Regions from separate parts of the Mus musculus genome. Here all the other regions are linked to region 1. Evidence: chromatin contacts called from public Hi-C and HiChIP or PLAC-seq data. All regions are on one chromosome and are shown on one strand. Each heading gives the region's core, a stretch centred on a gene start, on an enhancer-like site or on the middle of the called end of the contact. The rest is flanking DNA. Distances are from core to core; before and after follow the strand shown. Region 1 has its middle 22 kb from the start of Gm36405. Region 2 has its middle 12 kb from the start of Gm35620. Region 3 overlaps 2310047D07Rik (a long non-coding RNA gene).

Evidence for each region. Hi-C and Micro-C count contacts between places; a contact is called where the count stands out from the background. HiChIP or PLAC-seq counts read pairs in DNA pulled down with a chosen protein or histone mark.
Region 2: an H3K4me3 HiChIP or PLAC-seq map of embryonic basal ganglia shows a contact between it and region 1, with 5 times the contacts expected there. The contact joins two enhancer-like sites. A contact is called at or near these places in 1 of 15 datasets of contacts at CTCF or cohesin (large pre-B cells), 5 of 484 Hi-C or Micro-C datasets (CD4 T cells, the HPC-7 cell line, bone marrow-derived macrophages and 2 more) and 11 of 115 datasets of contacts at active chromatin or transcription factors (SST interneurons, embryonic basal ganglia, embryonic forebrain and 7 more).
Region 3: a contact with region 1 is called in a Hi-C map of CD4 T cells, with 2.7 times the contacts expected there. The contact joins two enhancer-like sites. A contact is called at or near these places in 1 of 484 Hi-C or Micro-C datasets (CD4 T cells) and 4 of 115 datasets of contacts at active chromatin or transcription factors (astrocytes, embryonic limb bud, large pre-B cells and 1 more).

Annotation. Positions count from the first base shown.
Region 1 is chr5:148,829,484-148,833,468 of GRCm38.p6, reverse strand. No RefSeq gene overlaps it. Among named protein-coding and RNA genes, the nearest start is that of Gm36405, 22 kb to the right of the region's middle. Within about 2 kb of position 1,883, at least 51 of the 459 cell types and tissues checked have an H3K27ac peak or open chromatin away from gene starts, as enhancers often do.
Region 2 is chr5:149,333,012-149,336,996 of GRCm38.p6, reverse strand. No RefSeq gene overlaps it. Among named protein-coding and RNA genes, the nearest start is that of Gm35620, 12 kb to the right of the region's middle. Within about 2 kb of position 2,331, at least 50 of the 459 cell types and tissues checked have an H3K27ac peak or open chromatin away from gene starts, as enhancers often do.
Region 3 is chr5:149,233,373-149,237,357 of GRCm38.p6, reverse strand. It overlaps 2310047D07Rik (a long non-coding RNA gene), which reads right to left. Exons shown (of 2, transcript XR_003956021.1): 2 at 1-2,324. It overlaps Gm24105 (predicted gene, 24105), which reads left to right. Exons shown (of 3, transcript NR_166504.1): 2 at 1-155; 3 at 377-546. Among named protein-coding and RNA genes, the nearest start is that of n-TNgtt14, 6.3 kb to the right of the region's middle. Within about 2 kb of position 2,132, at least 74 of the 459 cell types and tissues checked have an H3K27ac peak or open chromatin away from gene starts, as enhancers often do.

The DNA of each region.
Region 1 (3,985 bases), core at 634-3,133:
TCCCGTGTGTTGGGTGAAATGTTTCTTAATCGGTGATCTTTTGGCTTTATTTGTTCCTTTCATTAATTTCCCCTATTTCTATCTTATCCTTGGTTTCCTCTTTCTGTTACCTACCTTCCTTCCTTCCTTCCTTCCTTCCTTCCTTCCTTCCTTCCTTCCTTCCTTCCTTTTCCCCTCTTTTAGCTTTCTTAAAGTAGAAGGCTAAATTATTGGTCTGAGATTTTCCTTTGGGGGAAAAATGTGTATTTGAACATGTATGTGTGAGTGAATGTCTCTGTGTATGTGTGTGTGTGTGTGTGTGTGTGTGTGTGTGTGTGTGTGAGAGAGAGAGAGAGAGAGAGAGAGAGAGAGAGAGAGAGAGGAGAGGAGAGAAGGGAGAGAGAGCACATGAGTGTGAGCCAATTCTTGACCGTATCTGTGTGAACAGCTTGCATGTTTCCTTGAAGGCCTCTTTTCTTGGGGCTAGTGAACTCGTCCAAGAGCAGTGTCTCAATAAACCTGCTTCATACATACATACATACATACATACATACATACATACATACATATACATACACATATACATATATATATCTGGCTTGAAGTGGCTCATTTTACTGGCAGAGAAATAACTTATCAGATTCCAGCACCAGGTAAGGACACTGAAACTTCCTGTCTCGTGGAGGGAACAACTACGGAATTCTTGGACTTTCCTTTAGTGGGCGCACAGGTGCTCTCTCTCTCTCTCTATCCCCCCCCCCTCTCTCTCTCTCTCTCACACACACACACACACACACTGATTTTATCAGTTCCATTCCATTAGAGAACCCTAATTCAGATGGGTAGTGAAGATGATTAGAGAAAGTATCTAGGTATTTAATCCTCAGGAGATAAGGATATCTGAGCAGCACCAGGAGCCCAGGTTGGGTCAGGAGCTAACCCAGGTGACCGCCATCGTATACAGAGGGAAGGGGACTCGCAGGGCTCCTGAATCAGAGCTGCAAGTGGACAGGAAAGCTAACTGCGACGAGGTCGGAGAAACCAGAGGCTTCAAACCATGTGAGACTATTCAAACCATGTGAGACTAACAGGGGAGTTTGCTTTCGGGATGGATTTGTATATCAGAGAGACAAGAACCCGGGAAGCCAAATAGGTAACAACCTGGAAAGAGGCCAGTGGTGGCTACGCTGAGGTAGTGGCTGGGAGCAAGTGGTCAGCCATCGACCTCTGAGTGTATTTTAAAGGTAAGGTCACGGGGCTGCTGATCACGTGGGCTAGTGCGTGGAGAATTAAGATGGTCAGGGGTGAACCCAAGATGTGGAAATGAAGGAGTTGCCTTCACTGTCCGAAAGAGTCGGGAGAGGAAGTCGGACTTAGCAAGGGCAGGTGCTGAGCCTGGAAGCACGCAGTTTGCATCCAGTATCCTTGTGGCGCCTTCTAGCGGGTGGACAAACAAGTCTGTCGCTAAGGAAAAGCCTGAGCGTATGAATGGTGTTTAAAGCCACGAGCTTTCAATGAGCATGAGTGGGTATAAGAAAGGATCAATAGTGGCCTCTTGCTTAGCGTGGCAGGGACAGAAACTGCAGACGCCAACAGCGTGGGCGACGACCTCTCCATATCTCCTCACTGAGTCTCTCCATCAGCAATATCCACACTGCCGACCCAGCAGCAAGCCAACAAAACAACCAACCAGCAGGGGGTGCTACTGAGCGCCCCTCTCCACCCTCTACCTTCGCTCTGCTCATCTCGGAACCATCTCCTGGCAGAAAAGGGAGCAGGGAAGTATGACATTAAATTTCAAAAGCTCTCTCTTAAATAAATAAACTCGAAGTAAATGGTGTTTGCCGTTTGAATGGGCAAGCTTCAGTTTGTGCTCAAATGAATTCATGTGGCTTCAGCGCTTCCCCTGGGATGTTGAGCAAGTGAGCTTTCATTTTCACTGTGCGTTAGGCCAAGAATAGGAGGAGGGGGCCCTGGGATCTGGACTCATTTAAATCCTGCGTGAAAGGGATCAAGGCCACTAGCAGTGGTAAAGACCCAAACAGACACTGTAGCGTCTGCCAGAGTCCCTCCTTCCATATTTCCCTGGCTATTAGGGTTGGTCCGCCCTCTGTCTCCCCAGCCCTTGAAGGACTACAGCCCCTTGCGCTTCCCCTGGGAGAGGGCTTTGTTCCTAGAGCACGTTTTGCCCCGGGAGCCTTGCTCTCCCACAGAGATGCTTTTCAAGCAATTGCCCAACTCAACCAAGCTTCTGCTTCCTTGTCTTCTGCCTGCAGTCTGTGGTCACAGATTTGAAAGACTTAATAGACAGACAGACCCGTTTGTCTCTCCCCGAGTGAGGAAATGAAGATTTCCACTTGGCGCTGTGTTTGTCTTGAGAACAAGACCAAGCAGAAAATCGCTCCCGTGTTGCCCAACTGCCGTCCTTGGGAAGAAAATTTTATATTTTTTTTCTTTGCAAAATTTTATTCAGACATTTTGGGCTATTATTTGCTTAAACCTTCCCCACTCTTTCTCCTCCCTGACCAACCCTGGTTTTGAGATGGAAAAATAAACTAGCCCCAGTATCAATGAACACCAGTGACTGTTTTCTTCTTTCATTATTTAAAAAAAAAAAAAAAAAAAAAAAAGCCATGTTTTGTCACAGGCTATTAACGAGTCACTAGGTGCTCAGGAAGTTTTCAATGCCTTTTCTTTTCCTAAGTTCACCCCTGCACCAAACACGGTGCCCACAGATACTGACAACTTCCGTCTACACAGCAACCCAGCAAGCTTTCTAATCCCGTTGGACCGATGAAGCAACTAAAGGCAAAGGATTTAGGGATCTTGCCTTAAGGCGGCCCTCAAGCCTGGTCCAGGAGCTCCTGCTTCGCAACAATGTCTGCATCCGCCCCTAAGATCAATGAGCTCTGCATCCTCCTAAGATCAATGAGCTCTGCACCCTCCTAATATCAATGTGCCTTGTTTTCTTGGAGTTTGTGCAGTTTGCACAACACTCATAATTTGAGTCAAAATACATGGGCTTTGTCAGAATTGTAGCACAGTGTGCTAATTACTAAGGAAGTGCAGCACAGACTCACGTTATCCTTTACACTAAGAGACTCAGACTTACGGAGGGTGGCAAGGCTTAGAATGCCCTTTAAAGGGCTTATCTTGCAGACCAGAGACCCCCAACCACTTTTGAAATCACTTGAACATTTTGGACGATGAAATGAAACAAGTGATCCAATTGACTTTCCCGTTGCTGTGATAAAATGTGCTGATCAAAAACAGCTCGGGGAGAAAGGGTTGACTGCACCGTTCTCTTGTATGTCACTCCATCATTGAGAGGGGTCAGGGCAGGAACCTAAGGCAGGAACTGAAGCTGATACTGTAGAGGAATGCTATCCTCTGGTCTGCTCTCACTGATTCATGGAGTGCCTCAGCTTTCTAAGCTACCCATATCAGTTTTTTTTTTTTTTAAAGCCTCCATTTTGCTCTCAAGAACTACGGTGCCTCCCATTATCAGCAGTTCTGAGTCAACGAAGGCATGCGTGAGCTGGTTCCCACCCATCAGGCTATCACAGGCACACTTTTCATTTTTCTTATGCACATTTTTATTGTCTCTTTGCTATGAGCTGACTGTATGCACCAGAAAGCACGCATCGGTGCTAATGCAATAGGTGGGAGGTAAAGCTTAGTGCAGCAGAGGGAACTAATGCATCAGGTGGGAAGTTGTAGGACCGAATGCACCAGGCATGATTTGAGCTTCAAGTAACAAGAGGTCAATATCGTGCAAGTGGTGAAGGTTAGACCTCATGCAGCAGGTGGGGGGGGGTGTATTTTGAGGTGTCCGGGTCATAAAAGCCTCCCTCTCAGCCAGAGGTATCTGGCCACCGTCACTAGGTTCCTCTTATACAGTCCCAGCCCAGCCAGAAGCAGGCTCTCCTAGGGAATGGGAAAAGTCAGGGAGGAGAGGCAAGGAAAGATACTAGAAAATAGGCCACTTGCGAGAACTACCAGATCA
Region 2 (3,985 bases), core at 1,082-3,581, 500 kb before region 1:
TCAGAGGGTCTAACCTGACAGAAAGGCTTCATGGGGCAGCCATGAAGCCCGCACTCTTGTGATATGATATGTATGGAAAGACACCCCCACCCATTACCACACCTTGATAGCTGGTCCCCAGCTGGCTAGCTGGTTCCCGCTGCTAACTATGTCACATTGAGATCTCCTGGGGAGACTCTAAGATGGCAGGAGAGGCACGTGGCTGAGTAACTTCCCTGGAGGACAGAGGAGAAGCTAGCCACCCAATCCAGGATCTCAGAAGCACACACACCACCCATCAAAGGTCCCTGTGATGAGCAGACATCCTGAGCCCTGAGGCCTCTCCCTCCTCTGAGGATAGCCGAGTCCTATCTGGCTACTTATACTGGATAACTACTATGGGTACTTCCTAGATTGAACCCTGAGACTTCCTCAGACTGAGGAACCACATCTAGCTCAATGTCTTGTTACTGGGCATCGTGTACTTCCCGAAATGGGAATCCTGTGCCCAAAGCAAGGCCTGGGCAGCCACCACCCACCTCCGCAGATCAGTCCTCCCACTCCCTGCTCAGAAAAGGTGCCCTTATCCATGTTAGCGGGTCCTCTACTTGATAGGGAAAAGATCATGACAGGAGCCTGCAGAGCAGAAGTGGACTGTAGGCAAAGCAGCATCAAGGGGATCGAGGCCAGAAGAGGCAACGCAGGGACTATGAGATCATGAGGACACCACATGGCAGTTTGTAACCTACCAATTACCTGAGTTTCTTGCCTAAATGTGCCTCATTCACATAGACCCTAAAAACCATCCTCACAGAACGATTAGTCGGGCTGGACACAGAGAACAGAGATGCCCCAGCTCCCTAATTAACCTTTTTGCTCCAGTACTGGACATGCCCTCAGGTCATTAGAGCGGCAAGAGAGCCGCATGTGGGTATTCTGGGAGTGGCCACTAGATGGCGCATCCGCCCTGCCAACCCCGGAGCACTGTGTGATGGAGCCTTACCCTTTAATGAGCAAGCTGCTCCCTAAGGACCTCAAGGCAGGGAAAGCCGCAGCCTCCCACCAAATGTTTCAGGTTTGCTTATCCTCAAGCGTGAGAACATTTCCCCAGCACCACCTGGCAAAGTAAGAGCCAGCCGGATACAGAGGGACTTTGGCACACAGATAAACCACCCACCCTGCTGCCCTCCCGGCTATATGTGGATCTTGCTATGGGTCTCAAGTTTACGTAGATCAGAGATGCTGGAGGTTTAAGCAGGAGTGGTGTGAAGGGCTAGGGCGATGCTCGGCGGTAGTGAGTATCCCGCCTGGTCCTGGGTGTGCTGCCCCCAGAACCGACAAGAAGAAAGGAGATGCCATCGCTATGCCGCTACTCAGCACATGGCCAGCCAAACTCCTCCGGTGGTGGCTTCGTTTCTCAGTCTCACATGGAGGCTCACACTTGTCAAAATGTGAGTTATGTGAACAGAATAAAAAGGGAGAGAGACAGCTCTTCTTTTCTTGGTCCATAAAGCAGATTCTGAAAGGTTTGCACCTCCTCCATAGGACCCAAGTTCAATTCCCATCACCGGCATGTTAGCTCAAAACCATCTGTAACTACAGTCCCAGGAGATCTAGTGCCTTCTTCTGGCCTCTGTGGACACTGCACGTAGGCGGTGCAGACACCATACACCACATCCGCAGGCCAAACATCCACACGCATAAAATAAGACAATAAAGTAAAAATAGAACCATGTGCCTTATACAGGGTGTTCGGGAACAGACTGAGCTGGGCCCACGGTTGTATCTCAGAGCTACGGGAGGCCGCAGCAGATGCAGGATGCTATTAGGATTGTGGCTTTCCTACGTTACACAGATGGTGGAGGGGGCCTGCAGGAGAGAGGCCTGTTTCCTGGCCTCCAAAAATACTGCTCTCCTGAGCAACCGATCTCCCTTTATATCACTTGCTCATCCGTTTCCCTTGTTCCGATAGCTCCCAGGGCTGGTGGCCCACTGGAAGGACATGTCTGAGTCCACACGTGGATCTTCCATTACCGGTACCCCCTCCCGGCTCCTGCTGTGAAACACAGGCCCTTCCTTTTTACTGTACTTTCAACTTCTGTTGTGCGTCCCTTTAATAAGCTACCTCAAGTCCTTTCCAGAACAGAACAGAACATACACAAAGCAAAAGAGGCTCTGGAGACCTTTTCTCTGTGTCCTTAGGTTACCTCCCCAGGAAAAAAATTTCTAAATTTTCTGCCAGACTTCCCAAGCGGTGACATTTTCTATAACGCCTCTCCTAAGAGTTGCCGCTCATTTGGGCGGCTCCGAGTGGTGAGGTCTTCTACACAGTTTGAATTTTGCGTGTGATACACAGAGCCCTCATTTCCTGATTTTCAAAAGGCAGGATGTGTCTTCTAATTTCCCTCGGAGGATTTAGGTAGCTGGCTGGGGAGAAGAGATTCACACGTTTAAATTTGGTGCATCGGGAGGTTTAAGTAGCCGTGTGACAGTTTGGATCTTAATTGACTCACAAAAACTCTTATGTAAAAGGCATGGCTGCTAGGCTTGGGTCTGTCTGTGGAGAGATGCTGATCTACTGAGTCTGGTGGGAGGAAGTGAGGTCACCGGAGGTGTGTCCTAGAGCAGAAGACTGAGGCTGCAGCCACTCCCAACCCTCTCTTCTTTCCTTCCTGGCTACAGTAGGCAGCCTTCTCTCTCTCTCTCTCTCTCTCTCTCTCTCTCTCTCTCTCTCTCTCTCTCTCTCTCTCTCTCTCTGGAGCTAAGAGTTCTACATCTTGAGCCAAAGGCGGTCAGATCCCATACTGGGCAGAGCCTGAGTAAAGGAGACCTCAAAGCCCGCCTACACAGTGATGTACCTCCTCCAACAAGGCCACACCTCTTCCAATAAGGCCACACCTCCTAATAGGGCCACTCCCCATGGCCAAGTGTCCAAACACATGACTATAGGGGTCAAACCTATTCAAACCACCACACTCATGTATCCCTGCCCCACTCCCTGTGTTTTTTCAAATATTAAGCTGTTGCTTCAAACACTAAGATAGACCTAAATTCCTGCAGACTTCCTAAATGGGCTAGAGAGAGATGGCTTAGCAGTTAAAAGCACTGGGTGCTCTTTGCAGAGGACCAGGGTTCAGTTCCTGGTACCCACATGGCCGTTCAATCATCCATAACACCAGTTCCAGAGGCCACTTTTGAACTCTGAGAGCTTCAGGCATGCACGTGGTACTGAAGAGGTCAGCTCAGAAACTTTGGAAAATTCCACCTGCCCCCTCTCCTCCTGGAAGAGAACCCCTTCAGAAGGGGACAAGATGTGCACAGTCGATACTTCTCCTTCAGGTGTAGAACGACCCCAACACTTTGGAAAAATAAATTCCTCTTGCTTTTTGCATCGATTCCCGGTGGTTTCATGTTGTTCACTCAGGGAGTCCCTGGTAAGCTAAGGCTCGCCAGAGTCTTACACTACCTATAAATACGCACTCAAGAGCAAAAAAAAAGAGGAAGAAAATCTTTCAACTCCTGAATTCCAAAGATTCGGCCTCAAAATCCAGACATGGCCTTTTGCCAGTACTGTTTGTTGAATGACTACATGAGTTAGTTGAGCCAACACAAATGCTGGGAAGGATGAATAGAGCCATTGAGTCAGCCAGTGTCTGTTCCAAAGCTATGTCCCCAAGCAGAAGTGACCAACTATCAAAGAGACGAGGATTTGTAGAATGGAAGCTGGAGTCTTCCCAGGGAACAAAGGATTGGGTAAGTACTGGCTGATCTCTGGGGAAATGGCAGGTGTTTGCCTGCATCTGTCTGTCTGTTTGTCTGTCTGTCTGTCTGTCTGTCTGTGGGGAAAGCATCTTGATAGATCCACAGCCCTAGTGGGCCTTAAACTCAAAATTTTCCTGCCTCACCCTCCTGAGCAGCGATTGCACATGTGCACCACACTAAGTTTGAAGGACGAAGACTCAGAAAATAAAGACTGTTATAGGGACACACCTGAAAATGCCCTGCT
Region 3 (3,985 bases), core at 883-3,382, 400 kb before region 1:
TTCGGGCTCCAAAGGCCATATGCTAAAAATACTGATGGCAGAGACGGACACCCGAAGAGCACTTGGCAGTGAGGATACTGTGCTGTGTGGAGCCTGTCCTTCAGGGGAAGATCTCCCAGCTGCCCAGTGTAAACAAACACAGTGCCCCACCCTACGTGAGCTCTGAGAACGGGAGGGGGGCTTCTCACTCTGGGTGACAGGGGACCCCTCTCTTTCTGGCCTCTCACCCTCTGCTTCCTGGTCTAAGTGTCCTCTTTGGGTTCATGAGATCTTGATACCCCATAGTTGTGGGTTGAGTATCCCTCTAAATCAATCCGTGGGAACATGTGGAGGTTTCAGTGGATGGCTTAATGTCTTTCTTGTGTGTTTTGGGCAGTTCTCAGGAAAGCGAGTGAGTTCTCACTCCCGTGGTGCCGAACTAGTTCCTGGACCATCAAGTTCTGAGAAGGAGAAAGCAACGCACAGCCTTCACCAACCAGACATGGCTGCCCAGTCTTGGACTTCTCAGGTTCCAGAGCAATCAACCAAAATAAACAAGTGATTTGGGCCTCAGGTAGTCCCTTTAGTAATGGAAAACTGAAAGGTCCCGAGTACAAGACGCAAGGGGGATAAATGGGCAGATTATCCCTTCAGGTGAGAAGTTTACTGTGGGTTGAATAAGATGGCTCAGAAGCTAAGGGTGAGTGCTGTTCTTCCAGAGGACCAGAGTTCAATTCCCAGCACCTGCATTAGGCAGCTTACTCAAGTACAGCTTTGTGTATAATTCCAGCTCTATGAGAGGTAACTCTTTTGACCTCTGAGAGCATACACAGAGAGGGGAGGGGAGGGAGGGAGGGGGAGGGGGGAATGGGAGGGGGAGGGAGAAGGAGAATAATGTCTTAAAAGCAGTTTATTGGACTAGAGAGATGGCTCAGTGGTTGAGAGCACTGCCTGCTCTTCTGAAGGTCCTGAGTTCAATTCCCAGCAATCACATGGTGGCTCACAACCACCTGAATGGGATCCAATTCCCTCTTCTGGTGTGTCTGAAGACAGCTACAGTGTACTCATACACATAAAATTAATAATCTCTTTTTAAAATGTAGTCAGATACACAGAAGGTAATAGATTGACTTTTTAGCCCAAGGTCATCTTAGCTTCAGACTTGTAACATCCTAACTCTCCATACCTGGCAACAAAGTTCAGCTAAAGCTACTTTTCTAGGACTTGAACTCTAACAGGCACCTTTCACTGTCCCTTCAGATTGCCTCGGCCCTTGACTTTATCCTGAAGTATCTCCTTCCATTCTCTCTAAACAGACTTTCCATGCCCTCTGTCTTCAGTATTTCAGGAAACCCTTAAGCCATGACTCTGCCTCTAACCTCTCTCGGCAACCCAGACATGCACAGAATTCGCACTAGCCTTGGCTTTGCATCTCTTAGAAAACATTACCTAGTTGTTCACAAAACAGTGGGCAACACCTCCGTGTCTCTATTCAGTTGTCCATTGCTGTGTGACAAGTTACTTCCAAAAGTTAGTGACTTATTATAGCAATAACATATCATCTTTCCAATTAGAGAGATTGGCTCAGCAGTTAAGCACACCCATCAGTCTTGAAGAGGACCAGGGTTCGGTTCCCAGCACACACACACACACACACACACACACACACACACACACACACACACGGTGGCTTACGACCCTTTTCTGCCTCTATGAGCGTCAAATGTGGTGCACATACGTAAATGCAGGCTATCACTCATGCATTCACAAGTAAATAACTAAATCTAAAGATTAAAACAAAAGACAGGGGCCTGGAGCGAGCAAGGGGTGCGGGGAATAGAAGACAAAAAACAAAAAAAAAAATTATCTCATTTTTCCTGTGGCTCAGAACTCCAGGGGTATCTTAGCTGAGCTTTCTGGCAAAGGATCTCTCTTGGGTCAAGATATTGGCTGTGGGCATAGCTATCCTCACCCTTGGTTTGTTCTAGAAGAATCTCTGCTATGACGGCTTGCTCACATGCAGAACAAGTTGCAGCTGGCTGTCGGCAGGAGACTTTATTTCCTCCTCTGGGTGAGCTTCTTCCTAGACCTTCTGCCTCCTCATGACTGGGCAGCTAGCTTCCCACAAGCAGACAGGAAGGAAGTGGCTACGCCTTCTTCAACTTGGTCCTAGAAGCGCTAGCCCATCCTTCCAGCCATAGTCAGTTGCCGAGTCAGTCACAAGTGATTCAGAGATGGGCAAGACACTTGCAGCTGGTTTGAAGGATGCGAACAGGTTCACAAATGAATGCTGGGCAGCAGCTGGCATTTGGAGGGGGCCAGGGTAGCACTGCAGACTCCAGGAACTATGCAAAAGAGGTGTCTTCGGGTCAGGAAATTAACTCTGCTGCAACAGGCTTTGAGAGCAACAGCAACCCTGCAAAGAGTACCAGAGAAATGGAGTATGGTGTGTCCATTTCACCTGGACCATCTTCTGAAGCCCCAAATTAAACAACCTCACCAACATCACCCTCTTTCCATGTAGAGAGATTAAAAGAAGACAATAAAGGAAATAGAAAAGGTGATGACCTAGGTGTGGTGGCGCACACCTTTACTCACCGCACTTGAGAGGCAAAGGTATACAAACCTCTGAGTTTGAGGTCAGTCTGGTCTACAGAGCAAGTTCCAGGACAGCCAGGGCTACACAGGGAAACCCTGTCTCAGAAAGCCAAAGGAGGTGGCCAGAGGAGACAGGGGACAAAGTAAAAGGTGATGTTTCAGCATTTGCTAGTGGAAGGAGTCATTGGCATATATGGCATATGAGTTGATGCAAAATGAATCAGTTCCCCTCTGCAGAATCTCGTAGCTGCCCTTCCTCCTGTACTGGGCAGCCATTAAGGTGGGTCAATCCTTGTGACTCCATCGAATCTACAACCTGACAACCTAATGAAAAAGCCAGACATGACAGCATATTCCTATAGGCCTAGCACCCAGGGCTCGAGAGCAGAAAGATTATGAATTGAGGGTAACCTGAGCTATACAGAAACACCCAGAGCAGGCTCAGAAAACCACAAGAAGAGACCGGAGATACAGCTTAACTGGAGAGCACTTGCCTAGCAGGTACCAGGCCCTCTGTTAAATCCCGAGCACCAGGAAGAGAAGACATGAAAATATCAACACAGGCCATCAATACTAGCCCTATAGGACCCTTACTTTTGAGCCATGACTCAGAACACCAGTACAGTACCATTATTTGACACAGAGGTTCAATAGCAGGATGGGATATTTCTCTCTATTTTGGATTTCTGAAATATCCTCATACGCGCTCATTTATTTTTAATGTACGTTCACCCGCGTCCTACACACATCATGCACATAAAAAGTGTTCGTAAGATCTATGAGCATTTGAAAACTTAATCAAAATAACACCCATGTATTTACCACCTGCTTGGGAAGTGTATATCCACTTATTATTAATAATAAGTTCCTACTATTTTCTAGGTATTTATGATGTGCCAACCCTGTTGCAAGTATTTTGCATATATTATCTGCTGGGTCTTCCTGCTACCCTTGTGAGTTAGCTACCATTAGCATCATCTGACTAACAGAAGAGCAGGCGTGGAGGGGGCTTTAGAGAAAGAGCAACGAAGCCCAGGGTACCAGAAAAAGCATACTTAGATCCTGGCAATCATCTGAAAAAGACAGAAAATGGAAAAAAGAAAAATGTACACCTTTCTGACTCAAGATGAACAGACCAAGCTGAACCTCCCGGTGGCTCGATTCATAAGGACTGCACTCTGTGTGTGTGTGTGTGTGTGTGTGTGTGTGTGTGTGTGTGTGTGTGTGTGTGTTGGGGATTCTGGGAAGGAAAAGGACAGTATTTCATTAAAGGAACAACTATCCCACCCATCTCTTTAGCATGGCTTAAGGTGAACCTGCCTTCCTGGGGGTGGTCCCTCTGCCAGGTCACTGACCCGTTCCTCTGAATTGTGAGATCTCCACCTAGGCCAGAGATTCTGGTCTCTCA